Linked DNA regions of Danio rerio: region 2 is linked to region 1. The links are chromatin contacts, called in public HiChIP or PLAC-seq maps. All regions are on one chromosome and are shown on one strand. The core of a region is the stretch at or near the end of the contact, and the rest is flanking DNA. Distances in the headings are between cores, read along the strand shown. Region 1 overlaps nck1b (NCK adaptor protein 1b). Region 2 overlaps nck1b (NCK adaptor protein 1b).

Region 1 (5,649 bases), core at 611-3,110:
AATCTGAAGTTCGAAAACAATCACGAAAACAGGCGCACTTCCGCATTTTAGAATAAGGTCAATATGTCATGTGCAAATGGATCATCCTGGCACAAATAAAAGAAAAAGGGTCAAAATGAACTATTGTATATCAGATTAATAACCACTTTCAACTCTTAGTTATCTAATAATAAACTAAAGATCTAGCAGCCTTCTGCACACTTATACGTTTATATTCATAACCAGGTCTACTCACTTTAGTCAAGGTTTACGATATGTAATTAAACCATAAAAACAGAGTTGATGTACTTTTGATCAGTAGGTTTTACGGTTAAAAGAGATGCAGAGATGACAACACTTCAACACTGACATTCTGCAGTGGTGTCCATCTATATATATATATATATAAAACACAAAACAAAACAAAACAGCTAAGAGGCCGATCACATTGAATGCGCTTTTACATCATTATAGTTTCTTAACCTTTCACAAACTCAACGGTTCTCCACTTTGGGGCGATCAATTCTATGTAACACACAAAAAAAAAAAAAAAAAAAAAAAAAAAAATCACTCGAATCAGGTGGATTCACTAAGATCGCCCCCTCCAGAGGTGAATCTCTAAACTGGTCTCGATTCAGTTTCATAAGTTTGTATGACTATTAGTGAGACATTTGTAAACGGAAAATAAACATTAGTTTCTTGTAGTCTTTTGTTGGCCTGATTAGAACAGCCCATGGAACAAACGATAAGCCTTGAAAATGTATAAAAGAAAACTATAAGTAAATACATGATATTTGATGGTATTAGATAAGCTAAGTGCATTTACAAGTTACAAAGTACATTTGTTTGAAAATCCAATTCTAATCCTTGAGTTTTTGTTGCATTTACACAGTTTTGACCAGCAGGTGTCTTTAGCATGTGCTGTTTGAACGCTTTGAAACAAGGTTCAATTGCTTCGAAGCTTTGAAAAGTCATTAGTTCAAAGTATTATTGGCTTGTGTACAACAGTCTGTTTACAGGCTCTGTGTGTGAATACCTTTAAGATTTATGCTGCGCATTTTTTTCAAACCATTCTGAAAGCAACCTGTCTTGCGTTTTTGACACGTTCTGTGTGAATGAGCCCTAAGAATGAATGTGTTAAGTTCACAAAATTGCAGGGTATCGCATATGGTTTAAAAGAAAGACTGCGAGGTTCTAGGCCAGGGATGGGCAAAGTCGGTCCTGGAGGGATAGAGGGCAGGTTCCATTTGGAAGGGCTCATCCCTATGCCCTAATCCCTTTGTAGGGTCCCTCTGAAAAAAATCTAAACATAGGGATAAGCCATTCCAAATTTAGTGCAGTGTGTAACACCAAACAGCTTCCCTGCTCAAAAAATCATGGCCGAAAGTGTCCATCAGCTGTATTTCTCAAAATCCTTCATTTCAAATGACCCTTCAAAGTGGCCAGTTTTGAGCACTTCGGTTTAGAATGACACTTCAATATGGCGACCTTGATTTTTGTTCACTCCGAAGTGCCCTTTGGAGGGAGGTAGATCTAGTTTAGAACGCACTGGGAGTTTAGCTTCAACCCTAATCAAATTCACCTGCCTGTAGATTTCTAGTGATCTTGAAAACATGGATAATCTTGTTCAGGTGTGTTTGAATAGTGTCAAAGCAAAACTCTGCAGGACAATGGTCCTCGAGGACCAAGTTTGCCAAGCCCTAATCTAGGGTGTAATTTGGAGCACTGTCTTGAACAACTTTACTTACACTAAATGACAGAACTCCGACATTACAACTAAATCTCTAAACTAAACTCTGAAAGGTTTTCCACACACTCCCCACCAAAAAAATCCCCATTCCTTAACTCTCACCCCATTCTGACTCCAAGCAGCTGGAGAAGTAATCATGGTCATGGTGATGGTCCCCTGGAGGAGAGCCCAGATCATCACCCTCCTCACGAGTCATAAGAAAAGAACGTTTTTCCAACTTAAAACTGAGACGTGACCAGGGAAGAGTCTATCCCATTGCACGATCCACCAAACATACTTATCTACTTAGTTTTACATGCAGAGATCTGATCCTCGGTGGAACATCTCTGACCGTTTATCATAACCTGATGAAAACTACAGGGAAGCAGCACTTTGGATCTTGATCGCGAATTCAATCCTTCCTTGAAACCTGAGCTTACAATGCTGCCTTCATGATGGCACGCTTTCATTCATACTCTACACTATAATATGTGAGAAAGTCAGCAAGCTAATGAAGAAGGCAAACACCTGACGAAGCTTCAAACCAATATTCCACAACCAATGATAACGAAAACCACATAATATTCACCCCGGTTACATCAAAAGGAAATGTGGCCTTGATCAGGAAAGAAGGCTTTATTAGTAAAACATTAAATCATGAAAGACCTTTTGTGTGCACCAGTGTGGTTTAATCTTCTTTAATCATCAGTCATGGCAATGCAAGGCTCCAATGAAGATGAAGAAACTCCCACGTTCATTCACATAAATGTCTAGCAGAAGACATCAATCACAGCTAAGCCAAAGCAGAGACAGATCATATTTATGGCATAGCATGGATTCTGACAGCTCCAAGATGACAAATTTAGGACTCCATTCTTAAAACTTGCTGACAAACCGCAATAATTGGCATCCGGATTGTTCTGGACGTAGAACTTTCGGATCTTTACTCTTCATAAATATAGACTACAGGCTTAGCTTCAGGTCGGAAACATGCAGCTGCAAGACTTCCGACTTTCGATTACAGTTTAAGTTTAATCCCAAAACGATATCGCTCGCTCGCTTTTATTGTTGGAGCAGAGATATTGATTCCTAATAAATATAGCAGATTACGTCAATTAGGTCTGTGTAGTTCAGGCAATGCAGGCAGTAACAGACAGTATGTGAGACCTTTGGAAAGAAGTTCAACAGCAGAATCTCGAAAGGACAGTTAAAAAAATTGGCAGGGAAGTTCAAGAACAAATGAACAATACATTTTAGAAATCAATGAAAAGAATATATATTTATATATTAACAAAAAAAAAAGACCTAGTTTTGTAATCCTAATACATGTTGACATCAAAATACAATGCATCACCTATGGTCTAAACATACTGTATTTTGATACATTGGGCGAGTCCCTCAATGAAAGTTTCTGAGCGAATGAGCGGGAGTCCATCTGGTCAGTCTCTCCCTGTACCTCCCTTTCTTGGAATGCTTGATATCCCCGTTCTATCCATCTCTCTGGAAGTGTAGTCCTTGTTATTATCTTGGTGTTTTTTCTACTGGGATCAGGAGGCAGCCAGAGCCTTGACCAGGTAGAGTTTGTCGCCCTGCTCACTGGTGAAGATGGGCGCCTTTTTGTAGTGTTCCACCAACTCCTCCATTGTGTTAAACTTGCGCTGTCCGATGCAGTACAGGTTGTCCTTCAGCTGGACTTTAAAATGCTTGTTTTTGGACTGAGCTTTCAGCGATATTGAAAAGTCATTGGGCTAGAAAAATAAAATGCAAGGAGAGAGGGACAAATTGTCAAATTAGACAAATTCGTTAAAGCAATAGTTGAAATATTAGCGGTTCGAAATGAGTGAACTGATAAGCCAGGAGAATCTAAGGGTACATTCACACAGCTATATGCTAAAAATGGAAAAAATACAGATGACAAAGTGTCACACTTTTAACGTGAAAAACAAGATCAAACCTTTTTTTCTAGTTTACACGGATCTGACTAAAAGTGCTGTATTATGCATGCCCTGCCAATTGTTTTCAATGTTGGTTAGTTTGTTAAGGCTTTTTTTCTAAGTTAGCATTTTTAGGGCTCTCCAAAAATCTCGTGTACATGAACAGCCAAACAAAGCGTTTAAATAATTGTTAAAATTGTGGGTGCAACTCAATCAACTCCCTAACTCCTGAGGTTTAGTAGGTCATTTAGTAGGTTTAGTGCAGGGGTGCCCAAACATTTCTTATCGAGTTACCAAACTAGATTGAGGCTAGTGGGTCATAGGTAAATATAGCTGCCATAATTACTTCCCAATTTAATAAATAGTATTTAAAAATAACTAAAACACATTGCTTTGTACTAACTAATGCAGTATACATTTATTTTCTGTTTTATAATGAACTTACTACAGTAAAACAGTCTCATTTATAACAGAATGGAGATACACTAGTCAGGCTGCACCTGATTTTGCCTTGATTTGCTCGCAGATGTCCTCTGCATTGTCCTCTATTTGTCGCATGATAGTAATTACATTTTTACAAAGTATTTATTTATGTTTTTATAATTAAACATTTAATTTTAGTTGGCTTTTTTGTAGCTCAGCATTAAAACAAACATTCACAAAAGATTACTTTAAACTAGAAATGACAATCTCTGTAAAAATCATTCGCCCCAACCCTGCCCATCATTCACACTCCTTTTTCTGATGGGATGGTGGGCCAAATCAAAGGTTACAAGGGCCAACTTTGGCTCGTGAGCCCTAGTTTGGGCATCTCTGGTTTAGTGGATTAGTAGGTTGTGGACACAAATTTGGCACTGGTAAGAAAAAATAAGAAGCTTGGTTCAGTTCACATTGGGAAACTGAACGTGCCATGAAAACCATCCTCGTTGTACAACATCAACACTGGAATTTATAAACAACATCAGAACTTCGCAAGAGGCACCATGAAAATCGTGGTGCTTTCTAAACAGAAGAATTTTGCAATAAAGAGTCTTAAATATGGGCTCTTCTGGGAATAAACTCCTAGATCATTGCCCTGACTACTGAACAAGAGATCTGATTGAGAAGCACCCTCTCATTCCAGGCACAAGGTAGAACTGACTAACAATTGAATGACGTGAGAATAGAAGTATAAAACTTCTGTCTACTTACCGAGGACTCGCTGTCCCGGATGAGGAAGTCTCCCTCTGAGCCCCTCTGGTTAAGCGCCACCTCTGCTTGGTGGCGTGTCACCTTCCCGTAGTACCACTGCTTTCCTGCGAAGCGGCCGCTGGATGAAGGCTCAATGTAGTCACAGTCAGGTGTGGGTGGCCCCGGCATGCTGGCCGAGTTGTGCGACTCCTGCAGAACAGTCACGTAGTTCTTCGGAACAAGTCCCATCTGCCCATCTGACTTACGACACTTCCACCACTCTGGGTCATTTTCTGGCTTCTCCACTACATCCATAACCTCCCCCTTCTCAAAGTTCAGCTCTTCATCGTTACCCGAGCTGAACGGGTAGAGTGCTTGTACTGTGTGCAGCACACGGTTGCCATTCGCACTTTGAACAACAGCAGACAGTTTGTCTGAAAGTCCAGCAGAATCATTGCTCGCTGATCCATCTGCGTCCTCTGTCACGTAGTTGGAAGGGAACCATCCCGAACGGCCGTTGTAGCTTCCCCTCCACCAGCCATCACTGCACTTCTCCATCACGATAACCCTCGTTCCTTTAACCAACGATAACTCATCTTCCCGCTCGGCCGCATAGCTGAACTTGACCAGCGCAGGGAGGTTAAGGTCATACAGACGTTCACCGTTGTCTGGGTAGAAATCAGAGTCTGCATTGGACGCTGTTTCACGCATGCCTGTTTTCCTTTTCACCTTTCCAATCCCTGCAAACATAAAAAGAGGTACAATTAAGTATTTCACTATTTAGTCCTTTCTTTGCACTCTACTTCTTGGGGTTTCAGCCTAAGATGTTTTCAATGC
Region 2 (5,400 bases), core at 1,259-3,758, 56 kb after region 1:
ACAGAGAACAGAAACACGTGTTGGGTAAATGAGGACAGATTTGAGTACTGCAGCAGTTTCCTGATGCATAATACTGCCATCTTTACAAAGATTTACACTTGTTGTTAATTTTTAGTAAACACACGTCATGGGCCAATCCAATGCAAGCCTTCAGTTCTACTGTACATAATTAACACACATTACCTAATATTTCAAGACATCTACACACTCATTAAAATATCGGTAGCACTTTTAAAGGTCCCGTTTCACATTTACATAATTTGTACTTCAAGTCATTACAGAAACTAACCCATCAGAGTTTCCTACACGTTGAACTATTTGTGATGGTTCACCATTATTTCATTAATGACCACCAATAATAGAATTCCTAAAGGCTTAGATTGTGCTGAATATACATGAACACTGGACGTATCAAAATTAAAATGCTGTGTTTTAATATGAAAATATCTTTCGGTACAATTGTAAAATATTAATTTGCATTAGTGGCTGCTAGGTCTGTCACAATAATCAATACAGCGGGAAAATAAGTATTGAACACATCATGTTTTTTCATGGGAATAATATTTCTATGGGAGCTGTTGACATGGAATTAAACCAGATGTAGGTAAAAACCCAAACAATACAAACATAAAAATAAAGCAAAAAATAATCTAAAAAAAAAATTGTTGTGTAATAACAATGGAATAACGTACTGAAACGTATTCAATACTTTATATAAAAGGCTTTTTTGGTGATCACAAACGCCTCTCGTGTAGAGAATGAAGCCACGTGAATTTTACTTTAAAATTTGTATTTTCTATTGGATTGAGATCAGGTGATTGGGTGGGTCATTCTACAGCTTGATTTGTTTTCTCTGAAAGCATTTGACAGTCTACTAGGCTGTGTTTTGGATCATTGTCTTGCTAAAATGTCCACTCTGGTTTCATCTTCATCCTCCTTCAAATGTGGATGTTGTACTAAAGTTGCAAATATTAATTTATAATGACGAAGAGCAGAGGGTTGCTGAAGAACGACAGAGATTTGAACTGCTGTCTGGACTTTCACTGCTTTTCTACATCCCCCTTTTTCAGGTGTTCAATCATTTTTCCCTGTGTGATTTGCACCTGGAAGGGCATCTGCCATGTAAAACATATGCTGGATAAGTTGGTGGTTCATTCCGCTATGGTGAACTCTGTAAAGGAACTAAACCGAAAAGAAAATGAATGATGTTTATCCGAGCAAGAAATTTTTTCAAGTATTTCCTGTATTATTTTTTCTTCTGGAGAAAGTCTTATTTGTTTTATTTTGGCTAGGTTAATATTATTATACCCTCAAGCTAATTTTTTTTATTTTTTACAGAACTAACCAAATTGCCTAACTACCCTAACTTGCCTAATTTAACTAACTAAGCCTTTAAATGTCACTTTAAGCTGAATACTAGTATCTTGAAAAAAAGATCTAGTCAAATATTATGTACTGTTAATATTTCAATAGAAATCAGTTATTAGAATTTATTTATTGAAACTATTTTGTTTAGAAATGTGTTGAAAAAAAACTCCATTAAACGGAGTGTGTGTGTGTGTGTGTGTGTATAGTTGAAGGCAGAATTATTTGCCCCCCTTTGAATTTTTGTTGCTTTTTTTAATATTTCACATATTATATTTAACAGAGCTAGGAAACGGCATTCACGGCATTGCTGATAATGTTTTTTCTTCTGGAAAAGGTCTTATTTGTTTTATTTTGGCTAGAATAAAAGCAGTTATTAATTTTTTAAACACCATTTTAAGGACAAAATTATTAGCCCCTTTAAGCTAACTTTTTTATCGATAGTCTACAGAACAAACCATCATTATACAATAACTTGCCTAATTATGATAACCTGCCTAGTTCACCTAATTAACCTAGTTCAGCCTTTAAAAGTCACTTTAAGCTGTATAGAAGTGTCTTGAAAAATATCTAGTAAAATATTATGAGCTGTCATCATGGCAAAGATAAAACAAATCAGTTATTAAAGATGAGTTGTTAAAACTATTATGTTTGGAAATGTGTTGAAGAATTCCCAGAGATGGGTTGCAGCTGGAAGGGCATCCGCTGCGTAAAAACTTGCTGGATAAGTTGGCGGTTCATTCCGCTGTGGCGACCCCAGATTAATAAAGGGACTAAGCCGACAAGAAAATGAATGAATGAATGAATGTGTTGAAGAAATCTGCTCTCTGTTGAACAGAAATTGGGGAAAAAATAACGGGTTCTAATAATTCAGGGGGGCCAATAATTCTGACTTCAACTGTATATACATATTTATTAAAAGTCAAAGAAAAAGCAGGTCAAAGAATAAGCAAATATCAAGCCAAGCACAGTCTAAGTGATCTGAAAAGCCCAGAAACGCAACACTGCAGTAGCTTTTGGCTGACTGCTGGAACAAAAGCAGTGAAAGACGGACGCGTGCGGCAAATCAATGCCACGTCACTGCAGGCGCCTGAACAGCAGGTGCTGCTCTGAGAGCTGGGGGTCGCAGGACTGAATGATTTCACTGTGCTTCAAGAGGCACATTTGGGGACCTGGGGTGAAGAAAAAGAGGAGTCCCCCGCAGACCGCAGAAACACAGTCCAATTTCTGTGAGTCCCGCTCATAGGGTGACTCTCTCATGGAGGAAATAGCTAAATATAAATAGCCGCTTTCACTATTTTTCCTTGATCACGGGCCCCTCATCTCAGCGGGATCTGGGGGCCCAAGACAAAATGTCTCTCACTCATTCATTTGAGTTTGCTCTCTCCTTTTTTAACTTAATGAGAGGCTGCGTAGAGACCTGTCAGTGTGACAATAATTACAGAAACTACACTGTGCACCAGCTGCAACAGGCCCCGGGCCCCAAAAACATTCATAACACACAAATGTGAGGTCATGGAAAAATAGAGAGAGAAAGAAAAAAAAAAAGTTGCTTGGCTACTGTACATCCCAGACGCTGAATACTGGGTTTCTTAGACGACAGAATCAAATAACAGACTGTTCATCCCTGTAATTCAGATAATGCCAAGCTCAGGCATACACACAGGCCACCAGATAAACACTAAATACACCGACTGATGGGCGCAGAAGAGGGTAAATTAGCAGCTGAGTCACTGGCTGGAGCAGGTGTGGATGAATGAGTGTGTGTGAAAAGCAAAAAAATGAATAGAGTAATACAGTATTAGGCATGGGACGATAACCGTTTTCAAGGTATACCACGGTTTGGAAAAGTCAAGGTTTTAAAATCGCCAAAATTTTCTGTAATACCGTTGCTAAGGTATGTGTACGATTTTTTTTTATTTACACTTTTTATTTTATTTTTTATAGGGCAACAGTGTCTCCAGCAGAAAAGATCTCTAAAGATTTAAATTGTCATTTTGTCATTGTAAATTGTAAAGAAATCTTTTTGAAACTGATGAAGACAGCAGAAGTCAATGATTCATTTTCATTATTTAGCCTGACACAGTTACCGCTCCAAAATATCATAAATATTTCTCAAAATAAAATATATTGTGTTCAAAGAGGAAAAAGTTGTTTTTAACCCAGACATTTAAAAATAATATATTTAGAGCAGTGATCACAATACCATAATATTTTTATCTAAGGTTTTGTTACCATCAGAATCTTATACTGGCCCATGCCTAACTCTGACTGACGTGCTTGAAGGCCCATGATGTTTTTCCTGGTGACATGGAGTCAATCCGCGATTCACAGCACATTATGTTAGCTGACGAAAGCCTCTTGTCTTGAGGGTGGACCTTTCAGAGGAACTAGGAAATATGACAGCCGCTTTCATGTTAGCTGAGTAGCTGTATATAATCAAAGTAAGATTTATGATATAATAACGTGACTTTCGACAAGTGAAGCATGAGCACACATTGCTTTGCATTTTATAAACACAACCAAGCCTTAAAAATACACTATGGACCACCTCTTTAAAAGAAAACAAATCTCGTACCAGTCCTGAATTTGAACAAAACCTCAACATTCTGTATTATTTTATGGCTATGAGAACAAAAACAAAAGGTGCAGCTCTCTGTTTTATTATTACTTTGTTAAATATTTCAAAGTGAGATGGCATTGTATCTTAACGTGAGCTTATACCAAGCGTTTTTTTAACCCAACTGTAAGACAATACATATCTTATTACAATGCACATCTCATGTGTTCATCTAATGTTATGTCAGTTTACTAAACATATCTTAATTTAAGAAAAAAACACCCTAAAAAGGTTAAAGAAAACAAAAGAAAAATACATTTCTGATATTGAGGTGAAGTCGGTTTGATATTCGCATTCGTTCATTGATTACTTGTGACAGGCTCCCTATATTGTTTACTATGGTACTTTAAATATTCAGTCTGGAATCACATGCAAGTATGACTTGAAAACAACATTAGCACTATTTATTTGACTGTGAACAATGCTGTAATTGAATAGTCATTGGCTGCTAATATGATTTCACTATTTAGAATTTATAAACAATACTTTTCTGAAATTACATTATTAAGGAGAAAGTCAGAATGTGCAAGTATAAAAGCAGCTTTATCTCAATAATGTGATTTCTGTTCTACCTCATGATGCTTACAAACAATAATAATAGAAAAGATACAAGCAATGCTGGTACAAAATATCGAGTACACAACTAAACCTCATTCAAATGTCTTAACTTCAACTTTTCATGATTCATTTTACATTACTTCAAGCACACACACCACACACAAAATATACTTTCAGCTTGATCTGAGTGAATACTTCTGCACTTGCTGAGAAATATCACACAATTCGATCATAACTCACAGCTCAACGTTAAAATAATGCAAGACCAAACCTGAGGTACTGTACTATTACAATCCAGAGAGCAAATCTGACTTATAAAATACCATTATATGCTGAAGTGATGCATGAGAGCACAAACTACTGTAGCATTTCACGTCGAGTAAACAGCCAATAAATGAGGTAGCTTGCTCAAATGCATGTTGATAATAACTGTTGCATACAATATGAACAAGCAGAAACAAACCATGACCCTAAATCAGACACTAATAAGGAGATCCCATATAACAGATGATGTCAAAGTCAAAAACCATAACCACATTAAATAGACAATACGAGCAGTTTGGAGGCTTTTTGCTTTAACAAAGACTACTATAATGCTAACAACACTGCATTGAGAACAGATACTTCAATGTAAACACCACAAAGACCTGCTGAATTTATTTAACACATCATTTTATGTATAATTCGTGCTTTTATACAGAATTATCCCAACATTTTCCTCCTGAGTTTATGAATGCAATGCAGTTTGTCCTGTAATCACAGCAAATGAGAGGCCTGACCACAGCCTTCACACAATCCCTTCACTGTTACACTGATTTCCCCGTGACACATTGTTTTTTAGATGATTTCCTTTCTTA

Evidence for each region. HiChIP or PLAC-seq counts read pairs in DNA pulled down with a chosen protein or histone mark.
Region 2: an H3K4me3 HiChIP or PLAC-seq map of embryo shows a contact between it and region 1, with 2.3 times the contacts expected there. The contact joins two enhancer-like sites. A contact is called at or near these places in 6 of 18 Hi-C or Micro-C datasets (caudal fin, embryo, fibroblasts and 3 more) and 2 of 4 datasets of contacts at active chromatin or transcription factors (caudal fin and embryo).

What each region holds. Positions count from the first base shown.
Region 1 is chr24:3,528,256-3,533,904 of GRCz12tu, forward strand. It overlaps nck1b (NCK adaptor protein 1b), which reads right to left. Exons shown (of 10, transcript XM_073941386.1): 9 at 4,834-5,552; 10 at 2,330-3,456. The coding sequence ends at 3,256. Among named protein-coding and RNA genes, the nearest start is that of bdh1, 20 kb to the left of the region's middle. Within about 2 kb of position 1,861, at least 3 of the 62 cell types and tissues checked have an H3K27ac peak or open chromatin away from gene starts, as enhancers often do.
Region 2 is chr24:3,583,818-3,589,217 of GRCz12tu, forward strand. The region is part of intron 6 of nck1b (NCK adaptor protein 1b); the gene reads right to left. Among named protein-coding and RNA genes, the nearest start is that of slc35g2b, 16 kb to the right of the region's middle. Within about 2 kb of position 2,509, at least 6 of the 62 cell types and tissues checked have an H3K27ac peak or open chromatin away from gene starts, as enhancers often do.